Regions from separate parts of the Zea mays genome. Here region 2 is linked to region 1. A link is a contact called in public Hi-C data. All regions are on one chromosome and are shown on one strand. The core of a region is the stretch at or near the end of the contact, and the rest is flanking DNA. Distances in the headings are between cores, read along the strand shown. Region 1 holds the start of LOC100277067. Region 2 holds the start of LOC100285759 (60S ribosomal protein L31).

The links. Hi-C and Micro-C count contacts between places; a contact is called where the count stands out from the background.
Region 2: a contact with region 1 is called in a Hi-C map of leaf, with 6 times the contacts expected there. The contact joins the promoter of LOC100285759 here to the promoter of LOC100277067 in region 1. A contact is called at or near these places in 7 of 25 Hi-C or Micro-C datasets (ear, endosperm, leaf and 1 more).

The regions. Positions count from the first base shown.
Region 1 is chr4:168,545,587-168,551,798 of Zm-B73-REFERENCE-NAM-5.0, reverse strand. It overlaps LOC100277067, which reads right to left and starts at 2,115. Exons shown (of 7, transcript NM_001371586.1): 1 at 1,682-2,115; 2 at 1,209-1,382; 3 at 992-1,084; 4 at 807-875; 5 at 346-552. The coding sequence starts at 1,936.
Region 2 is chr4:168,714,150-168,720,964 of Zm-B73-REFERENCE-NAM-5.0, reverse strand. LOC100285759 (60S ribosomal protein L31) reads left to right here and starts at 4,829. Exons shown (of 2, transcript NM_001158649.2): 1 at 4,829-5,051; 2 at 5,894-6,476. The coding sequence starts at 4,948. The coding sequence ends at 6,173. It overlaps LOC100285456 (px19-like protein), which reads left to right and starts at 1,305. Exons shown (of 1, transcript NM_001158349.2): 1 at 1,305-2,285. The coding sequence starts at 1,427. The coding sequence ends at 2,017. It overlaps LOC100278014, which reads right to left and starts at 1,069. Exons shown (of 1, transcript NM_001151432.2): 1 at 1-1,069. The coding sequence starts at 943. The coding sequence ends at 281.

The DNA.
Region 1 (6,212 bases), core at 866-3,365:
GTCCAAACTCTGATTTTTTTACTTTGAATCTATAAAATTAAAATATATATCTTATGCAAAAGAGTTACTTATTATGAAATTATTTTTCCTAATGAATTTAGTAATGCCAATTTTGTGTTGTGAATCCATATAAAATATTATATGCCGATGGTCAAAGCTATAAAAGTTTGATGAACCTGATGCTTTATGATTGAAGGTAAGTATAAAAGTAGAGTTCAATTTGATTTTTACAATCACTTTGGTTATGGAATCAAGTATTCATAAAGACCAAACAAAACAAAATATCAATAACCATCAAACTGAAAATGCTGATAGAGATTTTTACATAAAAGTAGCAAAGCTGACCTGTTTTCCAGACTGAATTAGAAGGCAACCAACAGGGACTTTCACCTCCATCTTTTTACCATTCCTTAACCAGATGTTAAGGCCTGGGAATCTACTTCGGCCATGTATCGTCAAGAAATTAAGATCATAGTGGAATCCAGCAAAAACGGTGCCCTCAGAACCATGACGCTGCAGGTCACTTCCAGTTGGTGCGAGGAGATGTGGTCCCTATTGTTCAAAGAGAAATTGAACCATCTCAAGAAATTATTATAGAAATTGAATGTGAATATCTCTAACTGCGTCACTACAGAAGTGCAGAATGGAAGATCTCATGCCATACTTTAGAAGCCACTAAGTAACCCAATGATGGCTTTTGACACAGAGAAAGGGGAAAATGAAATTAAGAAAACAAACTGAGTACAACAGAACAAGACAAAGAATTTTCTTTTTTGAATTAGTAGCACAGATAATGACAATATTACCTCTTTCATCAAAGAAGTAAATGCATCCTTCGATAGGCCAAAGCCTATTGCAGCCATCTCAGCAACAACCTATGAAAACATAACCATACAGGCATGGGTGTAGTGTAGAGCATAAAAGAGACGTATAAGACATCAAACATTGAATACTGTTCATAAAAAGGTGCTATCATGATAGATATATATACCTCAATTGCAGAAATCATTTTAGAACCCCAGGAATCCATCATCTCTTCCCACTCAGGTAATCCCTCAGGGATAACAGGTTCTGAGTTCAGCTCCTAAAAAAGGTTAATTACCAGCTCAGTACAAAGCAACAAAACTAAAACTGCCGCCGTCAATAGTTAACGCATTTCATATTTTAAAATCCAAGATCATAGAGAGATATCACATGGAAATCACAACCTTAAAACGGGTGTTTGTAGGGCGAGGACCCACTCTCCACATGTATCGCCATTTCGGGTCCGGCCCTTTAGGAGTGGCTGGCCTAAAGTCCTTAGGCATGCTCCTGATCTTCTCCTGCATGTTCTTGTCGACCAAACTGCGAGGCACCTCCACCCCTTCGGGTGTGACACCAACCTTACCAATAACAAGGATAAACAAACTGGATCGGTAATTCAGCACGGTGGAGTAAGTTGAATTTGTAACAGACATTAAGCAAGACCCAACCGTGCCCTATTTTACAATGTGGTCCGATCACGGGACTGATCCAAATCCAACCGAAGTGCTGTTAATCTCAGCACCGTGAGTTCAGTGTTTAGAGCCGTCCGGATGAGGGATGACCATACGGTACCCACACGGCCACACCTCCGATCCATCAAACCCGCTGGCCCAATTCGACAAGCAGACAGAAAAAGGAAAAGGTGACACCTGCTTACCTGGTAGTGGAGGTGGGGCCGTTCCTGGAGGCGCTTTGCGTCGGCGGATCGGGCGAAGTAGCGCTCGACGACGTCGAGGAAGCGGTCGTTGTCCGCGGCGGAGCAGCGCGGGTCCATCACCAGCAGCGCCCCCGTGTCCCGCAGACTAGCGCTCACTGTGGCGCACAGCGCGCGCAGCTCCTCCACGCCCGACGCGGCCGGGCCGCCGGCTGCGGCCCCGAGATACGGCGTGAGATCTACCACTGGCAGGTCCATTTGGGCTGCCGGGCTGGGGCGGCGCGGCGCGGGAGATGCGAGTTGAAATGAAAGGGGGATCGGGGCCTCGGGAGTATGACGAGCGGACGATGTGAAACAGAGTTGTAGTTGCAGGGAGCGGTGGGGTGATGCGTGAAGGCACCGAGAGGGAGAGTTGGGGCAGGAACAGCAAACCGGGTGCGCACGGAACCTGTTTCGATAAAGAAGATAAGGGTTTGTTTGGTGATAAGTAAATTAAGAAGATTTGTTATTTATGATTGAATAGCAAGGAATTTTATTTTCTATGGATCCTCTATAATTAGAGAAATTTATGTTTATAGCTGGTGGTATCATCTCTGTCTATAATTTATAGGTCCAATAATATACTGATGAAAACCACAAATAATAATGAAAAATTTGCCAATAACTTATAATTGTTTTGTCACTGAACCATATAAAGATTTCCCGTCCCGCCGTTACGGTGGTTGCAGCGGCACACATGCAATTGGAAACACGTTTCTTCACAGTGTTCTATAAAAGGGAGTAACATGAGACAATTTTTTTTTGTGTATGAAGACAAACAAAATCCCCACACATATGTTTGCAAGCTTGATAGAGTAGTTATGGATTAAAACAGACGCCTAAGACATGATATTCAAGGTTGAACACCATATTGCATGAACTCAGTTTTGTCTTATCTAAATCTGATGCATCTTTATTCATCTGCCAAAGGTCATATATTACCACATACTAGTTAGTTGTCTATACGTTGCTATGGCTTTTGCGAATCATATAAGTATAACTCGCTTAAATGGAATATTCATTCAAATATGGTTATATTTTTTATTTCCAGATTATTAGAATATATATATATATATATTTACAATATCTATCCTTTAAATAACACAAACAAACGAGAGCTCTGATGATTAGATGAGAGGAGCTTGTATTTAGGCAGATAGGATTTGATCCCTTCTCCCCCTTCAAATTTTTGGGCACACGCGGGATTAGAGTTACTCCGAGAATTTATTGGCACGAGAGGGGGCGTCGCTGGGTGGCCGTCGAAAGTCGTGCTTTAAAAGTGTAGTGATGTGCTTATTTATGTAGATGATATTGTCATTGCTACTTGTTCTAGTGAGGCAGTAATTGCATTATTAAAATATTTGAATTAGAGGTGTTAATGGGGAATTCATCACCGGGTTTCGACGCCCCATCCCTATGAAGCTATACCCATCCCTATCTATATACTCATACCCATCATGGTATAAGATTCATCCCATACCATCTATATTCGGGTATCGGGTTCCCAATGGGTCCTCATCCCCTAAAAAAATATTATCACATTATATTTTACATGACATTAACAGACACATGACACCCAACTACAATAAGTCACCAATAAATATGATATGTAACAAGAAAAACATTGTTTAACCATACAAAACTGCAAAAACAAAGTGACACATGGTGTCGGCGTTTCGAGACCGGGGGGTCCCTGGACCGATGAGTGAAATGTCGTCGCGTGCCCCAGCCCAGATGGGTCGGCGCGAGACGGAGCGCGAAGGGGGGGGAGGAGACGGGCGTGAGAGGTGGAAATCTCGCGGCCTTCGTGTTTGTCCCGCGCCCAGGTCGGGTGCGCTAGCAGTAGGGGGTTACAAGCGTCCACGCGGGAGGGAGTGAGCGGCCTCACGCGAGCGCCTGCCCCGTCCTCTTCCCCGCACGGCCAACCCTCTGTAAGAGGGCCCTGGTCCTTCCTTTTATAGGCGTAAGGAGAGGATCCAGGTGTACAAGGGGGTGTAGCAGAGTGCTAACGTGTCTAGCGGAGGAGAGCTAGCGCCCTAAGTACATGCCATCGTGGCAGCCGAAGAGGTTTTGGCACCCGGTTCGTGTGGTGTCGTGGCCGTCGGAGGAGCGCTGGAGCCTGGCGGAAGGACAGCTGTCGGGGCTGTCGAGTCCTTACTGACGTCCTCTTGCTTCCGTAAGGGGGCTGAGAGCCGCCGTCGTCATAGAGCGTGCGGGGAGCCATCATTACTTGTCTGGCGGAGCGAGCCAGATGGGACGCCGGTCTTGTTCCCCGTAGCCTGAGTCAGCTTGGGGTAGGGCAATGATGGTGCCTCCTGTTGACGTGGTCGGTCCGTGCCCTAGGTTGGGCGATGTGGAGGCTCCTCCGAGGTCGAGGTCGAGTCTGTATTCCGAGGTCGAGGTCGGGTCCGAACCCCTGGGTCGGGCGAGGCGGAGACCGTCGGCTGAGGCCAGGGCTGAGTCCGAGCCCTGGGGTCGGGCGAAACGGAGTTCGTCGTCTTCCGGGGCTGAGCCCGAGTCCGAGCCTGGGTCGGGCGGAGCGGAGTTCGCCGTCTTCCGGGGCTGAGCCCGAGTCCGAGCCCTGGGTCGGGCGGAGCGGAGTTCGCCGTCTTCCGGGGCTGAGCCCGAGTCCGAGCCCTGGGTCGGGCGGAGCGGAGTTTCCTATGGTGCCTGAGGCCGGGCCTGGCTGTCTGTCAGCCTCACTCTGTCGAGTGGCACAGCAGTCGGAGCGGCGCAGGCGGCGCTGTCCTTCTGTCAGGCCGGTCAGTGGAGCGGCGAAGTGACTGCGGTCACTTCGGCTCTGTCGACTGGAGGACGTGCGTCAGGATAAAGGTGTCAGGCCACCTTTGCATTAAATGCCCCCACGATTTGGTCGGTTGGCATGGCGATTTGGCCAGGGTTGCTTCTCAGCGAAGACTGGGCCTCGGGCGAGCTGGAAGTATGTTCGTCGCTGGAGGGGGGCCTCGGGCGAGACGTAGATCCTCCGGGGTCGGCTGCCCTTGTCCGAGGTTGGGCTCGGGCGAGGCGTGATCGAGTCCCTCGAATGGACCGATCCCTAACTTAGTCGCACCCATCAGGCCTTTGCAGCTTTGTGCTGATGGGGGTTACCAGCTGAGAATTAGGAGTCTTGAGGGTACCCCTAATTATGGTCCCCGACAGTAGCCCCCGAGCCTCGAAGGGAGTGTTAACACTCGCTTGGAGGCTTTTGTCGCACTTTTTTGCAAGGGGGCCAGCCTTTCTAGGTTGCGTTTTGTTCCGGTGGGTGCGCGCGAGTGCACCCGCCGGGTGTAGCCCCCGAGGCCTCGGAGGAGTGGTTTGACTCCTCCGAGGTCTTAATGCCTCGCGCAATGCTCCGGCTGGTCTGGTCGTTCCCTCATGCGAGCTGGCCGTAGCCCGGGTGCACGGTCGGGTCCCAAGTTCTCGGGCTGGTATGTTGACGCTGTCAACAGTTTGGCCGGAGCCGGGTTTGCGAGAGCAGCCCCCGAGCCTCCGCACAGGGCGAGAGGACGGTCAAGGACAGACCCGACTTTTTTACATACGCCCATGCGTCGCCTTTCCGCAAGGAGGAGGGGGGAAAGCGCCATGTTGCCCTCGGAGGGCGCCGAACATGGTGTCTCCGGTGAGCTGCTGGCGGGTAATCCGAGTGGACGCCCGTGCCCCATTTGTTAGGGGTCGGCTAGAGGCCCGGAGGCGCGCTCAAAAGTACCTGCGGGTGATCTGTCGGGCCCGGTCCCCTGTCGACGGGGTCCGAGGGCTCGATGCCTCCCTCTGATGGGATTCCGTTACAAGATCGTTCCCGCTGGTCTCGGAAATGTCCTAGGGTACCTCGGGAGCGTAGCCCGAGCCTTGGTTATGTATCGAACGTACCCAGGGTCATCCCTCGCTCTATGTCTGAGGCGGCTGTGAACCCTTCGAGGGCCAGCCTACAAACCCCTGATCAGTAGTGGGCACGGAGCCCGAGTGGCCTGAGGCGGCCGTTGAACCCTTCTGAGGGGCCGGCCTTCGAACCTCTGACCAGTAGTGGGTGTGGAGCCCACGCGCTCTGAGGCGGCTGTTAAACCCCTCTGAGGGGCCAGCCTTTGAACCTCTGATCAGTAGGGAGGCTCGGAGCCTGTTTCCTTCACAGAGAAGGATCCTTTTCGGGGTATCCCCCTTTCCCGGTCCCTGTTGTAAGAGAGAGAAAGAGGAAAAGGAAAAGTATACGAAATCGAATGACGTGGCGTACCTTTTTTGATGCGGTCGTTATGGCGAAGGCGAAGCGTCGCTCGCCTCCCCTGCCAGAGGCGCCGCCTGTCCCGCCGCGGAGTTAATGCGACGGGGCGAGTGGTTCGCGGGGCGGCCGTTGCGCGTGCGCGAGCCGTTCGAGGAACGGAACACGAGTGCTCCTTCTTCACGCCGTGAGAGAGGTTTCTCTCACTGTCCCTGGATGGGACGTAAGCTTGGCTGACGACGTGACCGCTGCTCCTGCCCGCCTGCCACCGCCATTACTGCTGGC
Region 2 (6,815 bases), core at 3,580-6,079, 170 kb before region 1:
AGGATATCGGTATGGAGCTGGTTCATTTAAAAGGAAGATACTACATTTTACCAATTGGTTCTACAAGCTGAAGATTAATATCATTGTAATAGAAATGTCTCGAACAATCATATTTTAATCTCCCCTCTCCCGTGTACAATCACCAAAACTAAGCATAATCCAACATCCAAAAGCACCAAAATATCTTTAGTTCGAAGTCTACTTGCCTATTAGCAGTGCATTTTTATTCCTTTTGATACTGAAAACTAAGTATCCTTCCGGCAGAGGTCTGAACTTAAAATCATCTAATAAACACCGCAGCAACTGACGCGACAGACACTCCCAGAGCGCAAGAGATGGCCATCACCCGTGTCCGGAGCAGCATGAGGTTAACGTTCTTCGTAGCCTGGAGGCACAACGTGAGCACCTGCAGCCTCGCGTTGGCCTCCATCTTCTGGAAGAAGGCGATGGGCTTGATGGCGCGGCGTAGCACCAGGGCGACCGCGAAGGGGAACGCGAACGCCGCCACTCCCTGCACTGCCGCGGCGGATCCGACACCGAGAGGCGGAGCACCGTAAGATATCCACGCGCCGGCGGCGAGGTGCGCTCCTCCGAGGAGCGCGAGCGAGCCGCTGAGGCGCTGCACGGTGCGGCGGAGCGCGTCGAGCTCCCGCCGCGTTTCGTCGGCCAGCGGCGACGTATCGCGCTCCACCGTGGGGCCCTCGATCTCCTGGTGCCGCATCTCATCCGGCGACGCGGGCGCGGATGGGGCGCCTTGGCTGGGCTCTGATGTCGTGGAGGAGGGGTTGGGGCTGGGGTTTGAGGGCGCGGAGAAGAAGCGGCGGCCGGGATTCAGGAGGATGAAGGGGTCGCGGCCATGGGTGAATGTTTTAGGTATGGGGAAGTGCGCGGCGGCGACAGCCGTTGGGCTCAGGAGGCGGTGGGAGAGGCGCGAGAGCGCCATCGGAGGCGGAGCCTGCAACAACGCTGCAAGCCTGACGAGGAAAGGTCGCGGCGGCGGCGGCTCGCCTGTTTCGGATTTCTGAAAAGTTGTCTCCCGTTTCCCCAGTCAAGAGTCAAGGCGTAATCTGGGAATACGTTTGCTCCCCTCGTATGCGGTAAGACGTTGAACTCGGAGTAAAGTTTTGCTAGCACACTGCATACGTGGCATCACAAGGAAAACGCTGTACTAGGGTAGGGACACGCTCGCCGGCAGGTTCGGGCTGCCTTCCTCCACAATCCAGCGGCTGCCGCACGGCTCGGCCTCGGTCCTACAGCTACAAGAACCATCTCTCTCTCTCTCTCTCCTCTCACTCACTCACTCCCCCCATTCCTACCTTTCTTCTCCTCCACCTCGTCAGGCACCCTCAAACCCTCGCCGCAAGAAAGAAGAGGTCAATCAAATCGAACCAAAACCTCCCGACCCCACAAGGCCAAGCTCATTTCCATGGTGGTGTACACGCAGGAACATGTGTACCGGCACCCGTGGGACCGGGTGACAGCGGCGGCGTGGCGCAAGTTCACGGATCCGGCCTCCTGTACGGCGCTCTCCCACGTCGCAGACGTTCACACCCTACACCGCCGCCTCGACTCCGACACGGGCCGCCTCCAGGCCGCGCGCTCCATCACCGTGCGGTCCCCGCCGCTCCCTTTCGTCCTGCGCCGACTCCTCCCGTCCGCCGCGGCGTCCCCAAACGGCGCCGCGCTCTGCCACTGCGTCGAGACCTCGCTCGTGGACGCCCAGCGCCGCGCCATGGACGTCGTCGTGCGCAACGTCAGCCTCCGGGGCCTCATCGAGGTCGAGGAGCGCGCCTCCTACAGACCACATCCGGACCGGCCCGACGACTGGACGCAGTTCAGGCAGGAGACCACGATCCGGTGCCGCCCGCTCGCGGCCCTCGCCGCCGTCGCTGAGAAGGTCGAGACCCGGTGCGCCGAGAGGTTTCTGCAGAATAGCGCCAAGGGGAGGGAGGTCGTCGAGCGGATCTGCCGGTACCTCGAGGCCGAGTCCGCCGGCGCCGCGCCCTCCGTAACCTGATCTCGTTTGCACATCTTTGCTTGATCCGAACGGATCCAAGGGTTCCTCGATCTGTGCTGTGTGCGCCCGGATAAATCGAACCCCGCCTGCTAGGCGCTTGCTTTTCTTCATTTTTTGTGTGTGAAATGATGAGCTGAATTCGGAATAGAATAAAGCTTCTGGTCATACTTGTTTCTTCTGTTGTAAGTATGTGGAACCGCTTTAACCTCCCTGATTTTGATCATGAGCCTTGCCAAATTCTAATTTGCTAATAAATTTAAATGCTATGAAATCACTGATGTTTGTTGTGTTATTTTGATTGACTGAATGGTTGCTCATGCTTTGATTGACTAGATTTAGTGGTGTTCTCATTCACAGAAAAGGGTGAGGTCATTGATCTGTTGTTCTTTAAGCTGGTAGCAGATTGTCCCCTTGGTTGATTGGTAAGAATAGTATGACATCGTGAAGTAAAATACTTTCCATATCTAGTCTATTCTAGCAATGTGTCATTCTTGAAGCTGGGCAGGTAGTGTTTAATGGTAGATACCCCATAGCTTTTTGTCGTACACTTCGCTAATACTTTTATCTGTGGAACCATTTTGATAATCTCCCCTTCCAACTCTTTGTGCTTGCTCTTGCAAATTTGAGATATTACATAAGTTATACATATCGGTGCTTTAATCTATTCAAGGCATGTCCAGATAAATCAGAAAGTGAACCGATGTGTCATTCTTGAAGCTGGGCACAGTATTTCTGTCTCCTTTGTACATTTGGTTTATTGGTAAGAATGGCATGACATATATTGTGGATAGCATTGCTTTCTGATATTACAAGTCTATACTCTATAGTTGTAATATATATATGAGCTTCTCCATGGTTTTCTAAGTCATGTATCTACTAATTATCATAAGCTTATCCTTTTCTTGCTTACTGGAGCGGTGGATCCTTGGGGTTATGAACTTAGATATTGTAGGCTGCTTGTGCTTGTACTGTTGTGGATGAGTAGTTAGGTTCCATGACTTCGATTAGTCTGCTCAGTTGGCATAAATTGAGAATTGATGGAAGCCACTAAGCTAGTCATAGCTCAAGTAACTATAATAACACCACCTCCAACTAATCTATTATGTGATGCTCTTAATTTCGAACAAATTTCATTTGCTTTGTGTTTTCAATCATGTGAAGTCTTTAGTAAGTATGGAATGTCCCTCACGGCATGGATTCCACTTTGATGCTGTGTCTTGCAACCACATTTGTACATCGTAGACCAAGCTACTGCATCCCTGCAAGTATGATGTATCCTTACCTGAATTGGATTCTTGCTGTATATTTTACTCTGAAGATACTTTTTAAATGTTCTTATTCACCATCTTTCAGAGCATAGTTCTTTAATCTTTACTATTCCCTCCATTCCAAATCATAAGGTTTCTTTGCTGTGCACTTAGGTATATACTATGTCTAAATACATAATGCTGCACTTCCTGTGCTTTTCAGCTATATCTGTTGCTGCATGCTGCTTAAAATTTGAACCGTTGAAATCTGCTGCATAGAATCTGAACTGTGCATGCAGCAGCAGCTGCACCTGCACCTGCAGCACAAAATGTGCAGCCGATCAGGCTGGGTTCAGAAGCCAAAGCGTCTTATATTTTGGAAAGGAAGTATGGAGTACGAAGTAACAATGTGGTTGTGGGCAACTGCTAGTTCAGAAGTCTGGAATGGTTTAGGCTAATGTTATTCATTTGGTAGGAAGTTGTGAAACAAAACGTGCTGGCTTCTTACCACTGTAGTCAACTGGTGGTTCTCACTTGTTTGTTCCCTCTGAACTTCATGGCCGCAACATCTTTCAGACTATGAAATCTGTGTGGTCTATGCTTGTTCAGAATTTCTCTTAGTAGGCATATTTGACCGTGGCTACAAATTTTCACGAGGGCGTGGTCCGAAATTCAGAACGCTGCTTCATTATCACATGGACTGCGGTTTGTTTTCGCACTGACATGATTTGACATTGTTATTAACATTTGTGAACTGGTTTTGTGCGATAAACAGCTGTAAAATAAAGTAATTTCTGTGGTTGTAAATTGTACTACCTTCTCGAATATCTGTCGCCCGCCGTTAGTTCATATTTGTCAATGCTGCCTTTGGCTTGGGCGGAGGGAGGCTCCCCGCTTCCTGGTGTCTGCAGATGTAATCAGGGTATTGCCTGATGCTCTCTGGTATCCGCCGATGTGATCATGAGCTTATCAATCACCTTTTATTTTCTGATTCTGAAAACTTGATACTTGAAGCCGATATATTATTCAGTAGTCGTTTTGTCTGTCGAATGTTATCAGTCCCTGCAAGGATCACACCACGCTGCGCTCTCTGACTGTTTTGGCTTCGGCGGAGTTGCGGTTCGGTTAGTCAGTTTGCATAGTTCCTCGTTGCAGATGATCGTAGTTTACAAAATTCTGGTCGTGTTCGTGTTAGTTGTTGTGCCGCTCTTGCTCGGTTGATGGCAAGATGGCAGCTATATGTGGAACTGAACTGCCCTGTCAAATCAAAGCCAAACTGAATCACCACCAACAAGCAGCTGAAGCCAACGTCTCAACTGGGACTGGGACAGCCTACCCTTTACTGATAATAGCACGCAAGTCAAGTAGTCACCATAACTTTTTTTTTGAGAATCAAGTAGTCAACATAATTGTTGGGACTAGGAGTCTCTCTAGGAGACTAGGAGAGGCGATTCGGATAAATAAATGACTAAAAATAGGAGTAGAGGGCCTACCTAGATGGGCCTAATTATTACACATGGGCTGGCCATGTATGTGCGCGGGGTGGCCCGGAACATTAGGTAGCCCTAACTCGCGCCGCTATAAAATGGCGACTCTGGCGATCAGGGTTTATCTCGACTCCGCAACCTCCCTCTAGCCCGAGCGAAGAAGAAAGGAGGGTGCTCTGCCGGCGGCGGAGCGGAGATGTCCGAGAGGAGGCGCGGCGCCGGCGCCGGCACCGGCACCCGCAAGGATGAGGTGGTGACCCGCGAGTACACCATCAACCTCCACAAGCGCCTCCACGGATGGTACTACCACCAACTTTCTCTTCCATTTCCCAAGCTTATTAGATCCACGTGTTGGGGAGCATAGTGTTGTTCTATAGCCGCGTCGGGCTTACACATCAGATGCTGGTGCGGAGGGTTGCGGCCTGTGAGCACTATGTGGGCTTGCGAATGGTCGATACACCTGATCGGATGCATTATCTTTTACCAGCTAGACTACAGTCGGGATCACCTGACCGAGCGGGAATAGCGTGTAGTTGATCTTGCTCTTGTATCTGATCCCACATTCATCTCGCGTTTGTCTTGTTGTTTGCCTTTGTGAGTGGTGGCAGTAGTTGCATTTTGTTCTGTGGGCGCCGTTCGATTAGGTGCTACTCGGGTATAGTCAGGTGCCTGCCTTATTTCATTGGCTGAACACAGTTACATGCCCGGTATATACAATCTGCTCATCGTTACACGTATTGCCTCATAATGCTACTATGTGTTCCATTTGGGCAGTATATTTTCCTCCCATAATACACATTGTATTTGTAGTTGCATCGTATTTTTTTGAAGGTGTTTCTCTGATACAGTAATATCTTTTGTATTGTCCGGTTATAGTCAGGTATCTGTCTTATACAATCTCGTGGTTGATACAGTTACATGACCGGTACACAGATGTCGCTCATCGTTACACATGTTGCCTCGACATGCTGTCATGTGTTCCATTTGAGTGCTACATGCACATTGCAGAAGTACAATATCATGATGTTCCATTCTGTTAAATCTCTTTTGAACACGCAAAATTATATTGTATACAGCACTAACCATGCTTCAGTTGATCTTGTCAGTTTAGTCAACACTAATTAATCTACAATTGTATGCAGCACCTTCAAGAAGAAGGCACCGAATGCCATCAAGGAGATCAGGAAGTTCGCCCAGAAGACCATGGGTACCACCGATGTCCGGATCGATGTGAAGCTCAACAAGCACGTCTGGAGCAGCGGTATCCGGAGTGTGCCGAGGCGAGTCCGTGTCAGGATTGCCCGCAAGAGGAACGACGAGGAAGACGCCAAGGAGGGGCAGTACTCTCTGGTCACAGTAGCTGAGATCCCTCCGGAGGGTCTCAAAGGTTTGGGAACTAAGGTTGTTGAGGATGAGGATTAAGTCGAAGGGTTCAATCATCTAGCACTTAAATGCATACCATGAGAGCAAGTTTGATAATGCTGCTTCAGCTTGTTATCTATGCCGGATGACGTGTGATAGAAGTTTCGAGACGTTGCTCCTTTCAAGTTTTGAAATTTTGACTATATGCCATGCCAAGTCTGTGTTATCTTTACACATTCCGAGCATCTGTATTTATTATGCTGAGACAGACTCATCAATTTTTGCTTGTACAACCTGATATGACTGATGTAGCCATGTGTTTTAAGATTTTTTGACGCATGAAAGATCACTTGTAGCCCTGTCTGTCACAGCTGCCAGTTTGTTCTTGACAGATCACTTGTAAGCCCTGTTTGTCGCAGCAGCTGCTTTTTAGAGAAGCAACTTATCAGAGAAGCTGGTGAAAAACATTTTAGACTATCTGCAGTGGTTCATCCTAAATTTCTCACCCTATAATCACTTTTTTGCGTCACAATATTAACATTTTATCCCCTACTTTTTTTATCTCCTGTAATGGTTTCCCCTAAAATCTCTCCCTATATCCCACTACAACTATAAAATATTAAATACGCGAACAATGTTTAGAGTAGCTTGTGGACTGATGCTGGCTGTGGCGTACTGACGTTGCGTTGGCTTCTCCCGCAT